Linked DNA regions of Sus scrofa: region 2 is linked to region 1. Evidence: chromatin contacts called from public HiChIP or PLAC-seq data. All regions are on one chromosome and are shown on one strand. The core of a region is the stretch at or near the end of the contact, and the rest is flanking DNA. Distances in the headings are between cores, read along the strand shown. Region 1 has its middle 150 kb from the start of ADGRG6. Region 2 holds the start of VTA1 (vacuolar protein sorting-associated protein VTA1 homolog).

Region 1 (6,034 bases), core at 2,551-5,050:
GTTAAGAGCCCAACATAGTGTCTGTGAGGGTGCAGGTTTGATGCCTGGCCTTGCTCAGTGGGTAAAGGACTGGGTAAAGCATTGCCGCAAACTGCAACATAGGTTGAAGATGCAGTTTGGATCCTGCATTTCTGTGGTTGTGGTATATAGGCCAGCAGCTGCGACTTTGATTCAACCTCTAGTCTGGGAACTTCCATATGCCATGGGTGTGGCCCTAAAAAAAAAAAGAAAAAGAAATAAAATAAAATACCCAACAGCCCAACTACTGACCACACTCTTGGCCAGAAAGAAGACGAAATGTACCCATTACCAGGTATAAATACTACTTTACCTCAGTTTTTATCACTCGCCTATGTGCAATATTAGGCATTCAATAAAAATTATGAGATATATATAATTAAAAACCCAGTGTGAAAATGACCCACTGTCAAGACTTGAGTCAACTATGGAACAAGCCTTAGCATGGAAGCTCAAGGAAACAGGTCTCCTTCAACTCAACAGCTCAACTCAGCAAGACTTAGAGAAGATGCAGGTGTTGTAACCATAGGACAGAAGCTTTAAAATAACTAAGAGTGGCTTCTGCATATAATAAAACAAGACCCCACCGTGAAGAAAACAAGAATAAAACTTACATGTGCTACAAAAAAGCAACTACCTGAGATGCTGAAGCATGAGTAGAAGCAGAGAGATGGGGGAGAGGGGTATGTTTGCTTGAAATAGGAAATATGAAAGAATTCTGCAAATGAAGTCTTGTCTCATCACTAGGAGGTCACATGTTCTCAGCTTCCACTTTCCTTCCCATTGCATTTCAGCCATTGCTCCCCTGGCCATTGGGAGCCACGACCTTAATCACATGTGCATGGTAACAGGAGTTTTTCCCCTCATGCCACAAATAAACAAAATGCCAACACTCAACCCCTCCTTCTTTTTCTCCTCTCGAGCATGCATTCCACTGTCTTGGTCCTTTTTGAGGGCATTTTGGACCCAGTAAGTGATAGAGACTGTGGCTTCTATTATTTTTCTCCAATAAGTATTGTTTTCTTCAAACAGTGTAATTCACAATAGCAACAGATGTATATATTGTTTTAAGCACCGTTCTGGAGATATACCTGAGAATATAAGACAGAAAAGGTCTTCAGCCTCATGAGAAAAAGAGGTGACAATGAACAGATAAAGAAATAGGTGAGGAGTTCCTGTTGTGGCTCAGTGCTAATGAACCCAACTAGTATCCATGAGGACACAGGTTTGATCCCTGGCCTCACTCAGTGAATTGAGGATCTGGTGCTGCCGTGAGCCATGGCGTAGGTCACAGACACGGCTTTGATTCTGCATCACTGTGGCTGTGACATAGGCCAGCAGCTGTAGCTCCAACTCCCAGCCTGGAAACTAGCGTGGCCCTAAAAAGAAAAAGAAATGGGTGAAACATTACTGATGTGATTGGTGTAATGAAAGGAATAAATACAATACATTAAACCAGGGGTCATTAACCTTTATTTGTAAATGTAAGATAGTTTAGTAGTTTTAGACTTTGCAACTATTCGACTTGGCCATTAGAGCACCAAAGTAGCCAGAGATGGTAAATAAATGAATGTCTAGCTATGTTCCAATAAAACTTTATATTAAAAAAAAGTGGGTGTTCCCAACATGGCTCAGCAATGATGAACCTGACTATTATCCATGAGGACATGGGTTTGAGCCCTGGCCTTGCTCTGTGGGTTAAGGATCCAGCGTTGCCATGAGCTGTGCTGTAGGTCACAGACGCAGCTCAAATCCCATGTTGCTATGGCTGTGGTGTAGGCCAGCAACTGCAGCTCCGCTTCGACCCCTAGCCTGAGAACTTCCATATGCCGCAGGTGCAGTACTTTAAAAAAAAAAAAAAAGTGGATAGTGGGCTGGTTTGGTCCCAGGGTCAAAATTTTCCAATCCCTGTGCGATGGAATAAAGCACACTCTATTCTGGACACTTTAGACAGAGTGGTCAGAGAAGACCTCTCTGAGGAGAAAGATTTTAGCTGAGACGTTAGGAAGTGCCAGTGTGTTCTGGGAAAAGAAGCAGCAAGCATGAGCATTCCCAAGCATGGCAAAGGCCCGGGCTGTTCCAGGAACCGTCAGGAGGCCAGTGTGGTTGGAGTGTGGTCAGCAAACGGCAGATTCAGGTTGGAGGGTGGACGAGCAAGGCCATGCAGGCATTTCAGGTCAGCGTGAGGAATTGAGTGGTTCTCTCAAGTGCAAGGGAGAGTCACTGAAGGGCTTTAAGATTGGCGTGATATGACCTAACAGACAACTTAAAGGTCACTCAGGCTGCTGTGTGGAGGAGTACGAGGTGACAAGAGTGAGGAACCCCCCCCCCCGGGGGTGTTGGCAGGACTCCTGGGAGAGACCACTGCAACTTTTACCTGGTATTTACATACCGTTGTTACCTATCCTTCCTAGGAAATAGTTACTGTTATTATCCAAAATTACCATTTAGGAACCAGAGTAACTTGTCTGGAGTGATGAGGCTGGGAGGTAAACGCAGGGAGACTAGTTCTCAGGTCTGCGGTGGTCAGCCTCCCCTAGTCCTTTGACCTTAAATTGCCCTTCCCATCACTGCCTGTGATGTGTGTTTGCGTGGTTTCCAGAACCTTTGGCTCCATGCCCTGTGATTCAGCAGTAAGCCACACCACCTTTGGCTCTGGGCACTTGTCACAGCCAAAAGCCTGTGTGTTTGATGCCTAAATGCAGGGCAGCCAGTGTGCTCCATGGGCAAACTCCTCACCTCCGAGAGCGGGTGCCAGGGGACATTCTCCACTGAAACCTGGCTGAGTGTGTGAGAGAGGACGGTCCAGCATGAAGATAGTGTCGTCATTCAGAAGAAATTGAGTTGCAAATATTTAAAATGCTGTAAGTGTCACTTTTTCTTTGTTCTTCGTCACTGATTGCACCTGTCATCACCTTCAGGATCTAGGGTTTAGTTTGCTCTGGTTTTACCCAGCAGCAAGCACTCTTTGAGATGATTACTCTCCCACACCAGATTCAGTGCATTTGGGGAGCGATGGATAATTCGAGATGGAAGGTCTTTGCAAGATCTCTCAAGGGCGGTATTTTTCGAACTCTGCTCTGAGAGACTGAAGAGTCCAGGGGAGAATGATGGAAGCTCAAGAGGAACAAATCTCTTTCAACTCAAGCACTTTCCTTTATGTATTGAACTCTTGGATAATATTTTTTAAAAAATAGATTCTTTTGGTAAAAATGTTTAAACTGACTTACCTAATCCAATGCCTTCATTTTTTTAACAGAAAAGTAAACTAAAGCCCAGAGAGATGGAGTGGTTTGGTTAAGAATCCACGACTGTGGCAAGACTAGAACTTGTCACTTGTCACTTGTTCACTTCAGCCCTGAACTTGTCACTCAGAGAATCACTGCAGTGAAATGTTAGAGAAAATGTTGGGTCAGCTGACTTGCATCTAACTATTGCCAGTTGTGTGTTTAGGCAAATGATTTTGCCTTCCTTAAGTATCCTTTTGTATGAAAAGATTATAGTTGTCTTTTTTTCTTTTCACTGTAACATTTTCCCTTAGATATGACTTTCAAGGAGTTGAGAAAGGGGGAGATGAAATTTTAAAAGACAAGTCCCTCTTCTTGCTCGGACATGTTACTACACTGGGAATGTTCTCCACCAGAGCCGAGTTAGTGTCTGTTTATTTACCAGTGCAACCCCAGAGTCTGAAGAAGAACCTTGCACACAGTAAGAAATTCGTAAACATTTGTTCAGATCTCTGAAAATTGAACAACCCACCTTGTGCTAACGGTTCAGTAAACTGTTAATGATGCAGTGCCACCTGCTGGCAATGTGCATAATTACAGCGGCATCCATGAGAAGGGAATCTTGAGGGACACTTTCCTTTTTATGCTTTTGCATTGCTTCCACGGTGTTTAAAGAAAATATTGTGGGGACACTTTCCATTTTTTACAATAAAATCAAAATTTTGATCTCTTTAGACAAGAAAACCTCTTCATTTTCGTTGCGAAATGACAAAACATGTACCCTCACCTAATCTGAGAAATCTCAGCAAGCCTGGGAAAAGGCAGGAAATGAACAGATGGACCTGAGGGAGAAGGAACCCAACAATGGTGAGGGGCGCCCCCCTGTGGCCATTCAGAGCCTTACCTACAATGAAGGGTGATGTGATCCGCGTTCTTAGACAATTTAAAATTAATGGTGAGATTGCTGCATCCCTAGAAAAATCCCAAGTCTTATTTGCTATCATGCTGTTCCTTTAGAAACAAAATCTCCCTGAGCATGTATGACTTCCCCCCACCGTGTTTTAACACAAACCCTTGTGAGCACAATTTGTTTATTAGAAGTCAGGATAAGTTGCTGCCATGTGGGATTTTTCTGGGCCTCGAATTTGTCCCACGAAATATGGATTGTTCTAGAGAAACCCTAAGGTGATTACACCTCTGGAAACCATGAAATCTAATAAGCATTTCAGCTTTCCTATTCTCCCCATCCCTTCTTTCTCTGGGTCGTAGTACCTGTGACTATGAGAATTTACATGGCATACGGGACTTTGCAGATGTTATTAAATTAAAAATCTTCAGAGGGAGAGATTATCCTCAACTCTGCAGGTCAGCCCAATGTAATTACAAGGATCCTTAAAAGTGGGGGAAGGAGAGCCAAAGTCAGAGAAGGCAATGTGACAACAAAAATGGAGACAGGAGTGATACGGTCACAGCCAAATGTGGGCATCCTCTTGAAGTTGAGGCAAAGAATGGATTTTCCTCTGGAGCTTCCAGAAGGATCCAGCCATGCTAAATTCTTGATTTTAGCCTAGGTAGACTTGGTTCAGACTTTGGACCTCCAGAACTTTAAGAAAACAAATTTATTTTTTAAGAGAACAAATACATTGTTTCAAGTCACTAAATTTGTGGTAATTTGTTACAGCAGCAATAGGAAACTGATACTGCATTTATCTTTAATAAACAAAGATTTTGATCTAATCATCATGCTGACACATGTCACAAAATTAATCACTCCTTAATATCAAATACTACATTCAAATTTTATAACCCTACTCACCATGTATTGTCATCACCTGTTTGATATACTCGCTTTCCTCACCAGGCTGTGAGCTTATTGTCAATAAGGGTTGGTTCTGTTCAGTATTGCATCTCTTATAGTGCCCAGGATGTAGCATATTGTAGATGCTTTATAAGAGTAGGTGGAACTGAAATAAATGACATTAGTAATCTCTTGGATGTGAAACTTCTGAAAAGGCAACTTTACTATGATAACCATCTATACCAAGTCAGAAAGATATCACACTATAATGACAAAGTCATTACTGATTGATTGATAACTATATGATCGTTGTTTTATGTGTATTTTTTAAGTGTTATAACAGCTCTGAGAAATAGGTAGTATTATCATAGAGTTGGTCATACCGAAAGTCAGAGATTGGTAACTTGATAAATATCATCCAACAGGTGATTAGCAGGGACAAGTTTCAAATCTTGGAAACATCTGCTATGAACCACCTCTCTTTCTTGATGAATAGCTGTTGCTCAGAGAGCTGAAGTGTGCAACAAAAATAGAATGGGTAGTGATGGGGGACCATAGATGCTTAGGCTAGAATACCACTTGCTCTATTTCCTGTGGCAGAATCATAGGCAGAGAGAATACCTGAGTCCAGGCAAATTAGAATATGATGATTAATATTTAATGATACATGTCACTTAGTTCCTGAGCTGAGATTGAGTAAGCATGAATGTCATACACACACACACACACACACACACACACACACACACAAATCAGCTGCAGAAAAAGCAAAATGAAACCTTTAAAAGCCTGTAGTGCAATATGGTTCCTAGACATCAACTGGATTTTTCACTTCCTGACTTGCTCACTGTGGGAGGCTGGATTGTGCCTCCTGGAGATATCTAGGTCCTCAATCCTGAGACCCATGTTTTTATCTGGTTGAAAAAGATGAGGCTCAGCAGACAATTGTGTCAATCATTACCATCAACATCATTATACTCATAGGAGCAGA
Region 2 (6,554 bases), core at 768-3,267, 270 kb after region 1:
TCAAAATTTGTTTTAAGACTAGAAAAGAATCTGTCACCCATCATTAGAGTATTCACTTACCCAGTTCCTGACCATTTTTATTTTTACTGCTGAGCCTTGATGGGAACTCCTCCTGACCACTTTTAAAGTGAAATCCCCTCCTCACTTCCTACCGCCCTACTCTTGGTACTCCCTATTTTTTCCCCTGCTTTATTTTTCTTATAATTTTTTAATATTCTATATAATATACTCATATTATTACTTAATCTCCCCACTTCATAGTAGATAAGTTCCATGAATACAGGAACTGTACAGCCACAGTGCATAGGTAGAATTCAATAAATACAAACTGAATGAATGACTAATGGTCCCTGCTTGAGGTACCTGAAAAACAAGTCTAATGGAAAATGCTGTTAAGATTTGAACAAAATAAGGTATAGCCTTAAGAGTAATTAACTTACGGTCTACAGAAAAGGTGACATTTAAATTAGAACCTTGGAGTTCCCGTCCTGGCGCAGTGGAAACGAATCAGACTAAGAACAATGAGGTTGAGGGTTCGATCCCTGGGCTCACTCAGTGATTCAGTGGGTTAAGGATCCGGCATTGCGATGAGCTGTGGTGTAGGTCTCAGACGTAGCTCAGATCTGGCGCTGTCATGGCTGTGGCGTAGGCCCGCAGCTGCAGCTCCGATTAGACCCCTGGCCTGGGAACCTCCATATGCTGTGGGTACGGCCCTAAAAAGGACAAAAGATACATACATACATACATACATAAGAACCTGAATCATGAAGAGTTCTCCAAGTGGAGAAAAAAGGCAGACAACCCAAGAAAGGGAAGAGAGCAGAGGTTTGAAAGGGCCTTGCATATTTGAGAAATCAAAGCGGGAGACACCTGGCGTATGGCAACGATAACAGTGGACAGTATTTTAGCTAATCTTATAATGTCCACAACAGAGGACACATTATATTGAGCTTCTCAAAGCTAAAAGTCCTTTTCAGAAACTTTATAGTTGTTTGGTCACTTGTTTTATATGCAATTAAGTTAGACTATGTAATATAAAATAAAGTTTACTGGACCTACTATCTTCACTGCAAAGGAAAAAGTATGAACAAACTTAATCTGTGTGTTTCATCAACTGTAGATTATGTGTATTACAGTCAACCAAAGTGAGAATACTGCTACCAAACGTCTCAGCCCCAGGTATTATTCAAAGAAGTTAAAACCAAAGATCCTCATTAGTGGGAAAGAGTAGTCTGGATGCAAAAGGAGGAATGGTCTAACCCAAGTGCTTGTTTTGTAGCAGCTACTCTTCATTATGAATTTGTGAATGGACTTGCATGTTGTCACAATTAATCTGCACTTATTACTATGTTCTCAATCAATTCATCTCCCTTTTGTCCACATCACTACTGTCTTTAGGACACTTACCTATGTTTTAACCCCAACTCAATTACTTAACTACTCAGATTAATTCCAGGATATTCAGGGTATTTTCAGGAAACCCTGGTGGGGGCTGGAGGCTCTCGGACGTCCATACAGAAAGAAAACCTTAAGAGCTCATGAGCCTATGTGATCAGTTTAAAAATATTTAAGCACAAGACTGGAGAGCTGGTGGCCACCGCCGTGCTTTTGAAGTTTTGCCTTTCTGGGGCTTGCGGGGTTCCAGAGAGAATGTGGGGATCCCTGAGGAGGGCGGGGCCCTAGGGATTCCCACAGAAGGTCAGAGGGTCAGAGGTCAAAGCTAGGTCTAAAGCCAGGGGGGCGGGGCCTTGACTTAAGAACCAAGAGGCAGTTTTGTGGGCCCGGGAGGGTAATGAGGGCCGCGGCGACACGGACAGACTCACAGTAATATGCCACCACAGGGTCCCGCTTGTCATGCTCCTGAGCCGTCCTCAGATGATGCTGAATGCTCTTAAACTGCGGAGGCAGCGGGGGCAGCGGAGCAAGCGCGGCCATCTCCACCCCAAGAACCACCACTTCCTACTCGCGCGCCGCCGACACTTCCGCTTCCGTCTTCGGAGGGCGCGCGCAAGCACGGGCACAGCAAGTCCCGCCCATTTCCCTGTTGCTCAGCAACAGCAGGTCAATTACGGGTTCCCAACAGGGACAGCCTCCGCTTGTCTGGCTCGTAGCAGTTTAGTGCCCCGAGGAGGCTGAGCAGCTTCGCGGTTAAGCTGCTTATGGCACCAGCGCTCTCTGCTGGCTGCTGGCAGAAGGGAAAAGAGATTGTTTTATTTTCTTTGTTTCCACCCTCGACCCCCCTTTTGTGTCAGAAGATAGAAAGGGAAAAACAAAAAGAAAATAATGATTGTTAATTGGCAGAAAGGGTAAAGGCGTGAATTGCCTTTGGCATCATTCAGGAATTTTCTCTTCCAGTTCCTCAGGTTGTACTAATAGAGTCCCTAGAAGCCTTTCCAATTTTAGAAACTTTAAATGCAATTCTTGCGTAAGATGAGAGATGATGTGTTTAAAATGTTGAATTACACTTTTTTGTGTTGACACATTGGATAAAATAACCAGCCGCTTTTTTAACTTAAATACTAAACACGTTAAGCTTAAAAAAAAATTGAACTTTTTTTTTCTGAGCTGGTTACCACAAACACTAGTGAATGAATAATTTGTAGGTCGGTAGTTTCTGGAGAGTGATGAACTATTTGCAAAGTCTTTTGACAGTTATTATCTTGTGATTGCACAGATAAGGCGTTCAAATAATAATTCTTGTTCAATGCTGCCGACTCGTACTTTGTAGGTAGGCATCAACTTTTCCCATCACTGTTACCATCAGTGACATCAATTATTTTTCTCTCCTCTCCATCCTATAATTTTTCAGGACTTTACTCTTTATTTACCTCCTCCAATACCCTTCATCTTTATTTATTTTATCTCAGTCCCCAGTTTTGAGAGTTCATCTTAAAACTAATTTTCATGGAAATTGCACCATCTCAAAGAAACAAGATCTCAAGCTCTGAAATTTCCATCTGCCTATTCTCTAATCCACACTCCACCCATCCTATCCCACCCGTGACCTCAGCAGAACCTGCTCCTTGTCCTGTATAACCTCCAGTCCACATCTTTTGTCTATCCATGTTTGCAGACTACATCATCTTATCAGGAGGCTGCCTTTTTTCTTTTTTTTGCAATGAACTGAATTCTGTATTCTCCCCAATTTCAGCAACACATTCATTACCACTTGAGAACGTGTGTACTGTGGACTGAATATTTGTGTCTCCCCAAAATTTGTGTGTTGAAACTGAATGCCAAAGGTGGGGCCCTTGGCATATGGTTAGGTCGTGCACACAGAGCCTTCATGAATGAGATGAATGCCCATATAAAAGGGACCCCACAAGCTAGACTGTCCCTCCACCATTTGCAGATACAGGGAGAAATCAGCAGTCTGCAGCGTGGAGGAGGGTCCCACCAGAACCTGACTGTGCTGGCACCCAAATCTTCACCTTCCAGCTTTCAGAGCTGTGAGGAACAGGTTTCTATAGTTCATAAGCTGCCCAGTCCGTGGTATTTTGTTGTAGCAGACCGAACAGACAAAAATAGTATTTCTTTCTCCTTCTCTATTCCTACTATCCAGTCGGAAGTTGCTGAGTTGGTAGAGAAATTAATGAAGCAAAGCAGAATGGCATAACCATAAATGTCATTTCTCTGTCCTTATGACTTCTCATTTATTATTTTCCTATTCTTGATTCTCAACTATGGTTGTCCTTAAAGTTCACCCCAGAAATTTTTTAAAAGCTCCTATCTAGGGAGTTCCCGTTGTAGCTCAGTGGTTAACCAATCTGACTAGGAACCATGAGGTTGCCGGTTTGATCCCTGGCCTTGCTCAGTGGTTTAAGGATCCCGCGTTGCTGTGAGCTGTGGTGTAGGCTGGTGGCTACAGTTCCAATTAGGCCCCTAGCCTGGGAACCTCTAAATGCCACGGGTGCGCCCTAAAAAAAACAAAAAGACAAAACAAACAAACAAAAAAACCTCCTGTCTAGGTCCTATTCCCCACCCCTGCCCCCGGGGCATTCAGATTTAATTGCTCTGGGTTGGATCCTAAATATCAGTATTTTTTTTTTAAGTGTTCAGGAAATATTAATGGCACATCCAAGGTTGAGGGCCAATGCTCTAGTGAATCACCAGTACAGGGCTAATGTTTCTTCCCTACTCTCTTCCAGTCAGATCCTCCAGCCTGATTGCCTTGGTCAGAAAATGCACTTCCTGCTGTTGAAATTAAGTTCAGCCAATATGAATTGTTTAACCTACCCCCTGCCACAACAAAGTAAGAGTAATTAGGTAACACTTTCCCCAACATCTACTATGTATCAGGCATGTTTCTAGCGACTTTACATCAGCTCATTTAATCTTGACCATAACCCTGTGAAGAAGATATTATCATTTTCATTATTTTACAGATGAGAAAAATAAAATAGAATTTATGTAAACTATACCAGGTCACAGCCAGTAAGTATGAGTTTGACCTTAAAATCTAGGTACTTTGGTTTCAGAGCCTGTGAACCTACGGCTGCTACTTGACTTTAATGCCACTCTAGACCAATATATCTTTGTATTTTATATTTTCTCAATTTCATCATCTTTTGTCTGAAAATCAAATGTTCCTCTTCCTAGTGAAAGCTGTACCTTCCTATTATTCTCCTGATCTCTCCCTCCAGGACTGGAGGTTGCTCAAAGTACCTTTCTCAAATGAGCATGAATCTTGAGCGTAACTTCTAGGAGAGGAGGGACGAAAAAAAGAAAAAGAAAAGAAAAGAAAAAAGAAATGGTTAGAATTAGTTTTTACTCCACCTGCCAACACATTCTTTCCTTTTTCTAAGTACTGTACCCCTTTACCGGATAAGATGAGGGAGAAAAGTAACAGAAACATTGTTAACATAGCAATACATGGAAATTATGCTATGAAACAAAGTATGTACTAAGAGACTAAGCTAAGTTTTTCTGGTTAGTGTCTTACAATTATGAATTTACTGGCATACTTTACTATGAAGAAAGACCTAGATTCTCTTCCCTCTAACTCTGATCAGTTGGTGAAAGATGTGACATCACCCTCTAGGCTGTGGCTAGAATCTTGGCAAGTTAGGTTAGGGGAGGGCAGACACAGGGGGTGGGAGGAAACATAGGGAGAAGAAAAGGGAGAGAGACCAGAAATAACTGGTGTTTTGATGGAAAAGGTTAAATGTTTTGCACCATTCCCTGGACTCCAGCAAAACTCATCTCACAACAAAACTTTCTGTTCTAATTATGGTCACAACTATTTCGGTAGGAAAGGACAGGGTTCAACTAATGTAATCAGGGTAATGTATCTTTTGGGTATGCTCTATATGGTAAAAATTTGTTTTCCAGTACATGAAACTCACATTCTGATGGATTAGCATCCCCTAAAATAGAGAATCTTTTCCCCTTAACTGTCCAGCAGGAGACTGAAAGAGAAGACGCTGATGTCTTGGCCAAGCCTGTTTACACATCCATGGTTGACACAGGGTCGGAGGTAAAAAATTGCAGTTTATTTTTTCACCATGGATATCTGGTTGTTTCAGCACTATTGAATTATACTGGAGAATTTTTTTAAAAGCACACACACACCTATATATATGTGCTGAACTATTTTTGGTCTCTGTTCGTGTAAGCAATAGATTTATGCACATGCCAATACTACACTGTTTTGGTTATTGTAACTTTTTAGTAAGTCTTGAGAGTACATAAGGTAAGTCATCTACTTTTATTTTACTTCTTCAAAATTATATTGGCTGTTGTAGTTCTTTTATATTTCCATGTAAGTTTAAAAACAGCTTATTGTTTTTACAAAAGCTTGCTGGGATTATGACTGGAATTGTACTGGATTTACATATCAATTTGGAGTGACTGATATTATAAAAGATTAAGGCTTCCCAACCATGAACTCGGTTTATTGTTCCACTTATTGAAAATTTCTTTAATTTCTCTCAGCACAATTTTGTAGTTTTCATTGTACAAGTTTAGCAGTCTATTGTAAAATTTATCTGTGTGTTTCATACTTATGAATATTATATCATATTTATGAATATTTATGTAAATGTTTTACATTAAAATGTTTATGTAAATATTTTACATTTAAAATTTTATTTTTATTACTCTACTGAAATATTAACTTTGATAACTTAGTTACAAATTCTAGAAACTTTTTGCATATCCTTGATAATTTTATATTAACATGATTATGTCTGTGACTAAAGACCATATTTCTTCTTTTCCAATCTGTATAAATTTTATTTTTTGTCTTACTGCATTTGTTGAATATATATATATGTATATATATATTTGTTTTGTTTTGCCAGTCTTACTGACTTCCAGTTCAATGTCAAACAGGTGTGGTAAAGTAGACATCCTGACCTTTTTACCCTCATTATAGAGGAAATTATTAATTCTTCTATTAAGTGGGATATTTCCTGTGGGTATTTTTAGATGCTTTTTATCAAGTTTAGCTTCTTCCCTTTTACAGTGAGATTTGGGCTTTTGTTTGTTTCATTATAAAATGGTGTTAAATGCTTTTATCTCCTATTAAGATGACTAGGTGAGTTTTTTATTCC

Evidence for each region. HiChIP or PLAC-seq counts read pairs in DNA pulled down with a chosen protein or histone mark.
Region 2: an H3K27ac HiChIP or PLAC-seq map of alveolar macrophages shows a contact between it and region 1. The contact joins the promoter of VTA1 here to the enhancer-like site in region 1. A contact is called at or near these places in 2 of 5 promoter capture datasets (fetal liver and liver), 5 of 47 Hi-C or Micro-C datasets (embryonic fibroblasts, epiblast stem cells, mesenchymal stem cells and 1 more) and 2 of 2 datasets of contacts at active chromatin or transcription factors (alveolar macrophages and skeletal muscle).

What each region holds. Positions count from the first base shown.
Region 1 is chr1:22,647,336-22,653,369 of Sscrofa11.1, forward strand. No RefSeq gene overlaps it. Among named protein-coding and RNA genes, the nearest start is that of ADGRG6, 150 kb to the right of the region's middle. Within about 2 kb of position 3,801, at least 9 of the 83 cell types and tissues checked have an H3K27ac peak or open chromatin away from gene starts, as enhancers often do. A contact at or near this core is called in alveolar macrophages, where this site is marked.
Region 2 is chr1:22,921,844-22,928,397 of Sscrofa11.1, forward strand. It overlaps VTA1 (vacuolar protein sorting-associated protein VTA1 homolog), which reads right to left and starts at 2,018. Exons shown (of 8, transcript XM_021087275.1): 1 at 1,824-2,018. The coding sequence starts at 1,935.